Linked DNA regions of Sus scrofa: region 1 is linked to region 2. A link is a contact called in public Hi-C data. All regions are on one chromosome and are shown on one strand. Each heading gives the region's core, a stretch centred on a gene start, on an enhancer-like site or on the middle of the called end of the contact. The rest is flanking DNA. Distances are from core to core; before and after follow the strand shown.

Evidence for each region. A called contact is a pair of places that touch in the nucleus more often than the background predicts.
Region 1: a contact with region 2 is called in a Hi-C map of liver, with 3 times the contacts expected there. The contact joins the promoter of RELA here to the promoter of MUS81 in region 2. A contact is called at or near these places in 1 of 47 Hi-C or Micro-C datasets (liver) and 1 of 2 datasets of contacts at active chromatin or transcription factors (alveolar macrophages).

Annotation. Positions count from the first base shown.
Region 1 is chr2:6,592,624-6,596,416 of Sscrofa11.1, reverse strand. RELA (RELA proto-oncogene, NF-kB subunit) reads right to left here and starts at 1,548. Exons shown (of 10, transcript NM_001114281.1): 1 at 1,522-1,548; 2 at 1,268-1,419; 3 at 961-1,109; 4 at 35-126. The coding sequence starts at 1,548.
Region 2 is chr2:6,468,065-6,472,297 of Sscrofa11.1, reverse strand. It overlaps MUS81 (crossover junction endonuclease MUS81), which reads left to right and starts at 1,518. Exons shown (of 16, transcript XM_003122526.5): 1 at 1,518-3,593; 2 at 3,708-3,837; 3 at 4,076-4,161. The coding sequence starts at 3,459. It overlaps CFL1 (cofilin 1), which reads right to left and starts at 740. Exons shown (of 4, transcript NM_001004043.1): 1 at 660-740. The coding sequence starts at 662.

The DNA.
Region 1 (3,793 bases), core at 299-2,798, 120 kb before region 2:
CAGGCCGGGGCCTTTGCTCCCACAGCCCTCTCACCTTGGAAGGGGTTGTTGTTGGTCTGGATGCGCTGATTGATGGCCTGTTCCAGGTCCCGCTTCTTTACACACTGGATCCCCAGGTTCTGGAAGCTGAGGTCCCCGAGGAATCAGTCCCACTGTCTCCAGCAGAGCCTGGGCCCTCCAGCCCTGCCGGGTCTACCCCTTCTCCCCCACCCACTCAGCAGGCCAGCACGCCGTGCTGGACCCCCCTGAATGGCTGCCCACAGTGCCACCCACTCCTCACTCTGGCTGACAAAGCCCTGGGCCCTGCCGCCGGGTCCACTGTCCCTGCTGGCTCCCTACCCTCTGTCCCAGGACCTCTTTTCCCTTCTCCAAACACACAAAACTCCTTCCCACTTCAAAGCCTCTGACACCCATTCACTCTGCCGGGAGCGCGCCATTCTTTCCATGCCTCTCTGCCTTCTCACATTCAGCTCTAACCTGAGAGGCCTTTCTGACTCCCCATCTAAAGTAGTGACACCAGCTCCTCCGCCTCCCGGGCTATTCCTCCAACCCACTGCTTTATTTTCATCACTACTGATGACTTGCTAACGGATCTTGTTTAATTATTTGTATGTTTATTTACAGCCTGCCTCTGTCAACTAGTACGTAAGCTCCAGGGAGACTGTCGGTTCAGTGGTTTTCTTTCTCGCTACAAGTGACGTGACTGAGGGGCTTGCCCTTCCAGCCACAGGCGTTAGGGCTTCGGGGGTGATTAGAGACCTATCACTTTTCCATGGGGCTCCTATCTGCTAGAGGGAGGAGAGACACAGGCAATTTCAAGACAGAGGAATCTGCCTGCAGAGCTGGGGACAGAGCAAAGGGTGCCCTCTGTCTAGAAAGAACACTGTAACAGCTACACAGCTGCTGGCCCTCCTGGCCTCCCACCTCCCCACCACCCCCTGGTGCCCAAGGGGAGCTCACCTGTGGATGCAGCGGTCTGGGCAGAGCTCAGCCTCATAGAAGCCATCCCGGCAGTCTTTCCCCACGAGCTCATGGGGGTGAGGCCGGTGAGGGGGGTCCTTGGTGACCAGGGAGATGCGCACTGTCCCTGGCCCCGTGTAGCCATTGATCTGTCCAAAGTACAGAGAGCACCCTGGAGGCGCAGGAATTCCAGCCCCAATTCCCCCCCCCCGGAGGGGGGGGGCAGGCTGCGCGGGGGCCTGAAAGCAAGCCTGCTGGGGTTTCACCCCTACTGACACTGCGCCCCTCACTCGGGAGCTGGGCTGACCTTGATGGTGGGGTGGGTCTTGGTGGTATCCGTGCTCCTCTCGCCCGGGATACTGCCGGCTGAGCGGCCCTCGCACTTGTAGCGGAAGCGCATGCCCCGCTGCTTGGGCTGCTCGATGATCTCCACATAGGGGCCCGAGGCCGGGGCCGGCTCTGCGGGGGAGATGCGGGCCAGCCCCCATCAGGCGGCTGACCCCATCGCCCTCACCCTGGGGAGCTCCTCCCGAACCACGGAAAAAGGATGGTCCAACTTACCCGAGGGGAAGATGAGGGGGAAGAGGTCTGAAAGGGGAGGGATACAAGGGTCAGCACATGCCCGCTTCCCGTCCTCACCAGGGAGGGCCTGCATCCCCGGCAAGGAGATGAAGCCAGGCTCCCTCCCGGGGACACTGGGTCAGGGCCAGCTGCCTGGAACCTGCAGTACAGCTAAGGGGCAGGGGTGAAGGAGCCAGAAACACTTGTTTTCTAAGAGAAAACCCGGTAGGACGGCCTCCACCACCAGGGGAAACTGAGCCAGGACCCCTCTCTACTTTCCTAAATTAAACTAAGGGAGGGCACTCCCCACCCCAACCCGGGAGGAAACTGAGTCAGATACATTCTCCCCTAACAAGGAAACTAAGTCGGAACTGCCCCCGGGGCCCCGGGGGAGACCGAGTCACAGCTCCCCCCAACTCCCGCCACCCCCAGGGGAAACTGAGTCAGACCCCCCCCCCCACTCCGGCCCCGCCCCGCTCCACCATCCGGCCGGCCGCTCCCTGCGCAGCGACCATCGGCGCAGGAAGGAGCGGAAGGCAGCGCGGAGGCTCCCGCCGCGGTCCCGGCGGCCCCAGCGCCGCCACCGCGCGGGGTCAGAGGGCGTCCTCACCGTCCATGGCCGGGGTCCCGGGGGCGGGGCCGGGGTCGCAGCTGGGCCCGCGGCGCGCGCTACAGTCGAGCCATTCGCCAGAGGCGGAAATGCGCCGCGCGCGCCCGCCGCCGCGTCACTGCCGGGAATCCGGCCGCGCCTGCGCGCTGCGTCGCCGCCGCCGCCGCCGCCGCCGCCCCGCGCGGTGGGTTAGGGACAAGAGCGCGCCACTCGAGGGCCTAGGGGGTGGCGCGCGCCGCCGCTGCCGGGCCCTGCGAGCAAGTACGCGCCGCGCTGGGCCCCGAGACGCCGCGCGCCTGGACGCCGCTCCCGGGACTGGCTGGGCAGCACGGATCGCTCGCGAGTCTGGGCCCCGCCTGGAGGGCGGGCCGGGCGATTACTCACAATGTTTTTAGGGGATTTCGGGGGCCCCCTCCCGCCGATCGGAGGAGTGGTGATGTCACCTCGGGCCCGGTCTGGAACAGGGCCAGAGCTGCTGGGCTTCGGCTGCCTGCCCTGCGCTGGGAAAGGCTCGGGCCTGCTTCGACCGCAAACACCGGGTGGCTAAACTCCACACGGCTTCCTAATCGATGAAGGTGCTTCGTGGTGGTTGGGGCCGCGGAAGCATTTTTTAAATTTCTTGTCCCCCCAGTCTGGAGGCAGAGAGGGGAAAGGAAAGCGCCCGGACTTCACCTGGCAGTGCTCGGACGATGGGTGCACGCTAGTGTGGACCGAGGCTCCGTGCCTCGTCCGCTCCCGCTGGCGAACCGAGCCCAGGCTCCTCGGTTTAAGAGGCATCCCTCCGGGGCAATGGGTGGCAGAAGGCACCGAGGGGTAGATCTCTGGAGCCTCGACCCTGCAGCCTGACGTTTGTGTTTTAGCAGGTCCGGGACCCTCCAGGGGTTTGAATCGGCAGGCTCACCCCGCCTGTGTCCCCAGGGTTTCCTGCTGGTCCAGCTCGCACAAAGCATTTCCACTAATTAACCATCCTGTGACCCGTCGCCAGAATATTGTCCCCAAGGCCAAGCCCAAGAAGCGTTCGTGCGGGGTGAGGGTGGGACTGGAGCAACCCCCTCCGCGGGGGGTTCCTTGTCCGAGGGTGGGGGCAATCCCCAGCAGGCTTCGGAGTCTTACCCAGAGGAAGGCAGACTTTATTTTCTCTGTGTTCGTTCTAAATTAGGGAATCATGTGGGAATTGGAAAAGATTGGAAATTCTGACTTGCTTTCCCAGGCTCTGAAAAAAAAAAAAAAAAAAAACAGGAAGACAAAAGTGAAAACAGTTACCACCCCTCCCACTCATTTCAGTTTCTCCTGTGGCTGCCCCGGATTAGAAAATTAGCCTTACCTTTCTGAGGAGGCAGACTTCAGGAGAACAGATGGATGAATTATAATCTTTGATTAATGACACAATCATCACTGATCTTTGTACGATCCTCTTTTAAAAATTCGTATGTATTGGAGTTCCCATCGTGGTGAAGCAGAAACGAATCTATTACCCATGAGGACACAGGTTCGTTCCATCCCTTGCCTGGCTCAGTGGGTTGGGGATGCAGTAGATCCCAGACTCAGCTCGGATCCTAGCAGCTGTAGCTCTGATTAGACCCCTAGCCTGGGTGCATATACGATGCCCATGCAGCCCTAAAAGACAAACAAAAATAGTCATTTTTTGGCCACACTCCCTGC
Region 2 (4,233 bases), core at 269-2,768:
GTGGGCTCGCTCCCGAGCGCGGCCGTGGTCGCTGCGGGGTCCGCTGCGCGGGGCAAGCCCCCAATCTCAGGCGCCTGCGCCAAAACCCGGACACCCCCGCATCCCAGCTAGCCGCGCCGCCCCCGCCCCTTGTGGGCATCCCTGCCACCTGCTCTCGAGACAGACCCGCCTGCGAGGGAGGGTGACGCGAAGACAGGAACAGCCCTTGGGTGGGGCGCGCGCGCCGAGAGCGCTCGCGCGCTTTTCCTTCGCCGCCCCCGAGCCAGGTTTGGATGCCGCGTGCTCCCAGCGCGCGCGCGCACCCGCGAACCCATTCGCTTCGGCACCGCCGCGACGCGCGACACCGGCTGCTCCGCGACGGCCGCGCACCCGCGCGCCCTGGACCCCTCCCCCACGGCCAGTGTCCGCGCGGGCGCAACAGCGGAGTGGGGGAGGGGAGGGGAGTCCAGGGGGCGCGCGAGCGACGTCCGAGCCGGCCCTCACCGGCGCCCGCGGGCGCGCACGCGCGTCCCAGCGCCGCCCGCCCCTCAGCACGAGACCCTCATCCAGCCGGGGGATCTGGGGGAGGGGGTGCCGACGTCGCTCCCCCGTTCCCTCCCGCGCACGCAGACAATCGACTCGCAGCCGCCTCCCCTCCCGCGCCGTGGCCTGCCGCTCACCATATTTCCGGAAGCGAAAAGGAGATAGCAAGGAGCCAGAAAAGACAAGAGCCGCTTCAGCTGCTGCCGGGATCCGACTGAACGCGGCCTCTCCCGGCCCCTTCCGTTTAGTATGAGCCGCACAATGAGGGGCGGGGCGGGCTTCCGGCGCTCCTCCTGAAGACCGACGGGAAATGAAGTCCGAGGCTCCTGCGCTGTCCTCGGGCCAGCTGGGTAGCAGAGTCTTTTTCATCTGACAGCGTCTGGTCGTCACGTTGCATACTGGGAAGTGTAGTCCGGGGACAGCTGAGAGGGGCGGGACTACAGCAAGGAGAGCGCGCGGGTTGGTGGAATGCCCCAGGAAACGCTCTGCACAGAGCCAAGGCCTCGGTGCTGGGTGATTTGACCTGAAAATGAGCCTCGATTTCGCGCTTCTTTATCCCGTACCGAAACGGTTTTCCTAAGGTCCATCCTGGCGTTTTTCTGGATCTCTTGGTCTAAAAATTTCCAGTGACTTGGTATTTTGCTTTTGTGAATTGAAGCAACTATTCATTGGTCTGGAATCCAGTCCTAGAGCAAGGAGAATCCCAAGTATAAGGAGACTTCAATCCAGGACACATTCATTAACCATTCTCCATACTCAAAAGACACTCTTGTCTACTGAGGAAAGGCGATGTGCAATTTCAATAAAATAAGAGAAAAAAAACACAAGGAAAGACTACAAAGAAATCTTTGAAAATAGAGCTTTGTACTAGTTTTAAAAGCATTTGGCATATTCATGAGGCAATAAAGGGAGAAGAGCAGGGATTTATGCATTCGAAGATTACCGCCTTTTACTAGGCAGTGAGCAGAGGAAACAGATTTTATTTTATTTTTGCCATTTCTTGGGCTGCTCTCACGGCATATGGAAGTTCCCAGGCTAGGGGGTCGAATCGGAGCTGTAGCTGCCAGCCTATGCCAGAGCCACAGAAAGGCGGGATCCGAGCTGCGTCTGCGACCTACAGCACAGCTCACGGCAATGCCGGATCCTCAACCCACTGAGCAAGGGCTGGGATCGAACCCGCAACCTCATGTTCCTAGTCGGATTCGTTAACCGCTGCTCCACGACGGGAACTCCAGGAAACAGATTTTAAACCAGACTTAAATCTCGTTCTCCAGTTGGTAACCAGGCATATGGTTAATTTAATACCCACAGAAATTAAAACAGAAGCTCTGTGGGAGCATAACCTTCAAAAAACAGACTAGGGTGGGGGACTCCAGGGAGATTTCATTGGCTTTCAACAAAGGCCATAGCCGCTTACTCTGCAGAAGACAGGGTCGCAAACAAGAGAATTGGGGGCATCGATCCCATATGCAGAATAAAGGCTGTAAATGAAGAGCTGGAAGCTTGGTCTTCAGCTGGGGAGCAACACCCGAGACTGGGGTATGTCGCAGAGCATGCCGGGGACTGTAGTCGGGGACGTACCGCTGCATTGCCCCCCCACCGGGAGCATCAGGTGGGGACCGCAGCTCGACCGCCGCCTCCTGCAAGAGACCTTGCTACAAGATGAGATTGGCTCCACCTTTTTGAGCTTCGGAGTTTCCAAGAGCAACGAGGAGGGGGGTGGGAGATTTCGCAGTTACCCTGGAGACGCGCTCCCGCCCGCCCCTAGCTGCGGGATGCCCTAGATGTCCTTATTAGGACAAGAGACTAGAGGGGGCGGGTCCAATCCGAACGCCTGCTGGAGGCTCCTTATAAGGCAGCGTCAGGCGGGAGGCGGGAGTGCGGAGCCGGCCGGGGGGTGCGGGATCGAGGCTGGGCGGAGTCTGAAGGGGCAGGCCTGGAGCTCGGGCGCCCGCCTCTCCACTCCCGAAAGGCCCCAGACCCACACCTCGCCACTTCCGGTATGGCAGATGTCGGCTGCTGTAACTTGCTGGCGAGACTCTCGTGCTCAAGTGGAACCCCCTTTGCATAGTTCCCATCTTAACCTTCCTGAGAGTCCCCCACCTCCAACGAGTCACAAGAACGATGAAGTGTTCTTCCCTTGTCCGTATTTCTCACCCCCGGGTTGCTACCCCGAATCCAACAACATGCCCATGTCAGCCCCTCCCACATGCCTCGATGTCCAGCACCTCCTACTTGTCCCCTTTCTGTTTGTCTACTGTCTCCCTCTCCCTGTCCTCCCAGCTTTGGCCTTCCCTGCACGTCCTCGTCTTCGCGCCCCTCCCCCACTGCTCTGGATGGGGAGGCCCACATGGGATCACCATTTCCTCGGAGGGTCTTTCAGCTCTTTCTGCGTTACCTTTGTGTCCTCATTCCTAATGTCCTTCCTACAAAAACAACTGAACCCATCTGCTTCCCCATCCTCCCACCTCTCGGATTCTTCACTAGGCCAGTTTCTCCAGCGTCCTCCGCTAGAGCCAGTCTGAAACCAACAGCCTCGGGTTACTCATTTAAGCCCGGCCCGGCCAGACCTCCCAGTCATAGGGGGCGCTGTGCACCCTCTTCTCTCCTGTACAAAAAGGACTCCCGCTCTCGAATCCGGGGTAGATGGAAGGGGCGGGTCCAGGCCTGGGTTCGGCGCGTCCAAAAGGCTGGTCCTGTGCCGGAGCAACAGGAGAGCGAAAGGCGGTAGACACTACGTGCGGCACCAACCTCTTAGAGTGCAGAGGCGGGGAGGGCAGCAGAAGGCCGTCCTCTGGTTAGTGACCCGCGTGGGACCACGTGACTGCAGAGGGCCCGCCTCCGCCGCCGGAACCAGGTGTTCGAATCCCGTTTCCAGAACTGGCGGCGTCCCAGTCCTGCCGCCGTGAGGCGCCAGAGGACCCGCCCGGGCGCTGATGGCAGCACCGGTCCGCCTGGGTCGGAAACGCCCGCTGCCGCTTTGCCCAAACCCGCTTTTCGTACGCTGGCTGACCGAGTGGCGGGACGAGGCCGCCAGCAGGGGGCGCCGCACTCAATTCGTGTTTCAGAAGGTGGGTTCTGACCGGACCTGAAGGTGGGGCAGGTGCTGGCGGGGCCAGACAATCAGGCACCTCCCCAGCCCCGCGACCCAGCACTGTACCCGCTACCCACCCACCCCACCCTAGGCGCTGCGCTCCCTCCGGCGGTACCCACTGCCCCTGCGCAGCGGCAAGGAAGCTAAGATCCTACAGCACTTTGGAGACGGGCTCTGCCGAATGCTGGACCAGCGGCTGCAGCAACACAGAACATCAGGTGGTGAGTGCTGAGGCCAGGAGGCCTTGGTCCCTTGAGCCTCCCCCAGGCGTAGCCTCCGTCACCACCACCGGGGATACCGTCTGTACCTTCAGGCTCCCCACTCCTGTCCAAGTTGCTGTTTGAAGTCGGGCTCGTGGCTGATTCTTTGACTGCTCTCAGCAGCCGCTTGAACTGGTGGCCTCCCAGACCAGTCTGCCGAGTTCCAGGGTCTGGGGTTGACTCTCTTCTGCTCCCTCAGGTGACCATGCCCCAGGATCACCATCTGGACGGAAGAGTCCAGCCCGGGAAAGGCCACCTGCTGAAGTCCAGGACTCCTCCATGCCAGTAAGGAGGGGGCAGCAGGAGCCCAGGGAAAAGTGGGAGCAGCGGGAGTAAGAGTTCTCTGGCTTGGAGGAC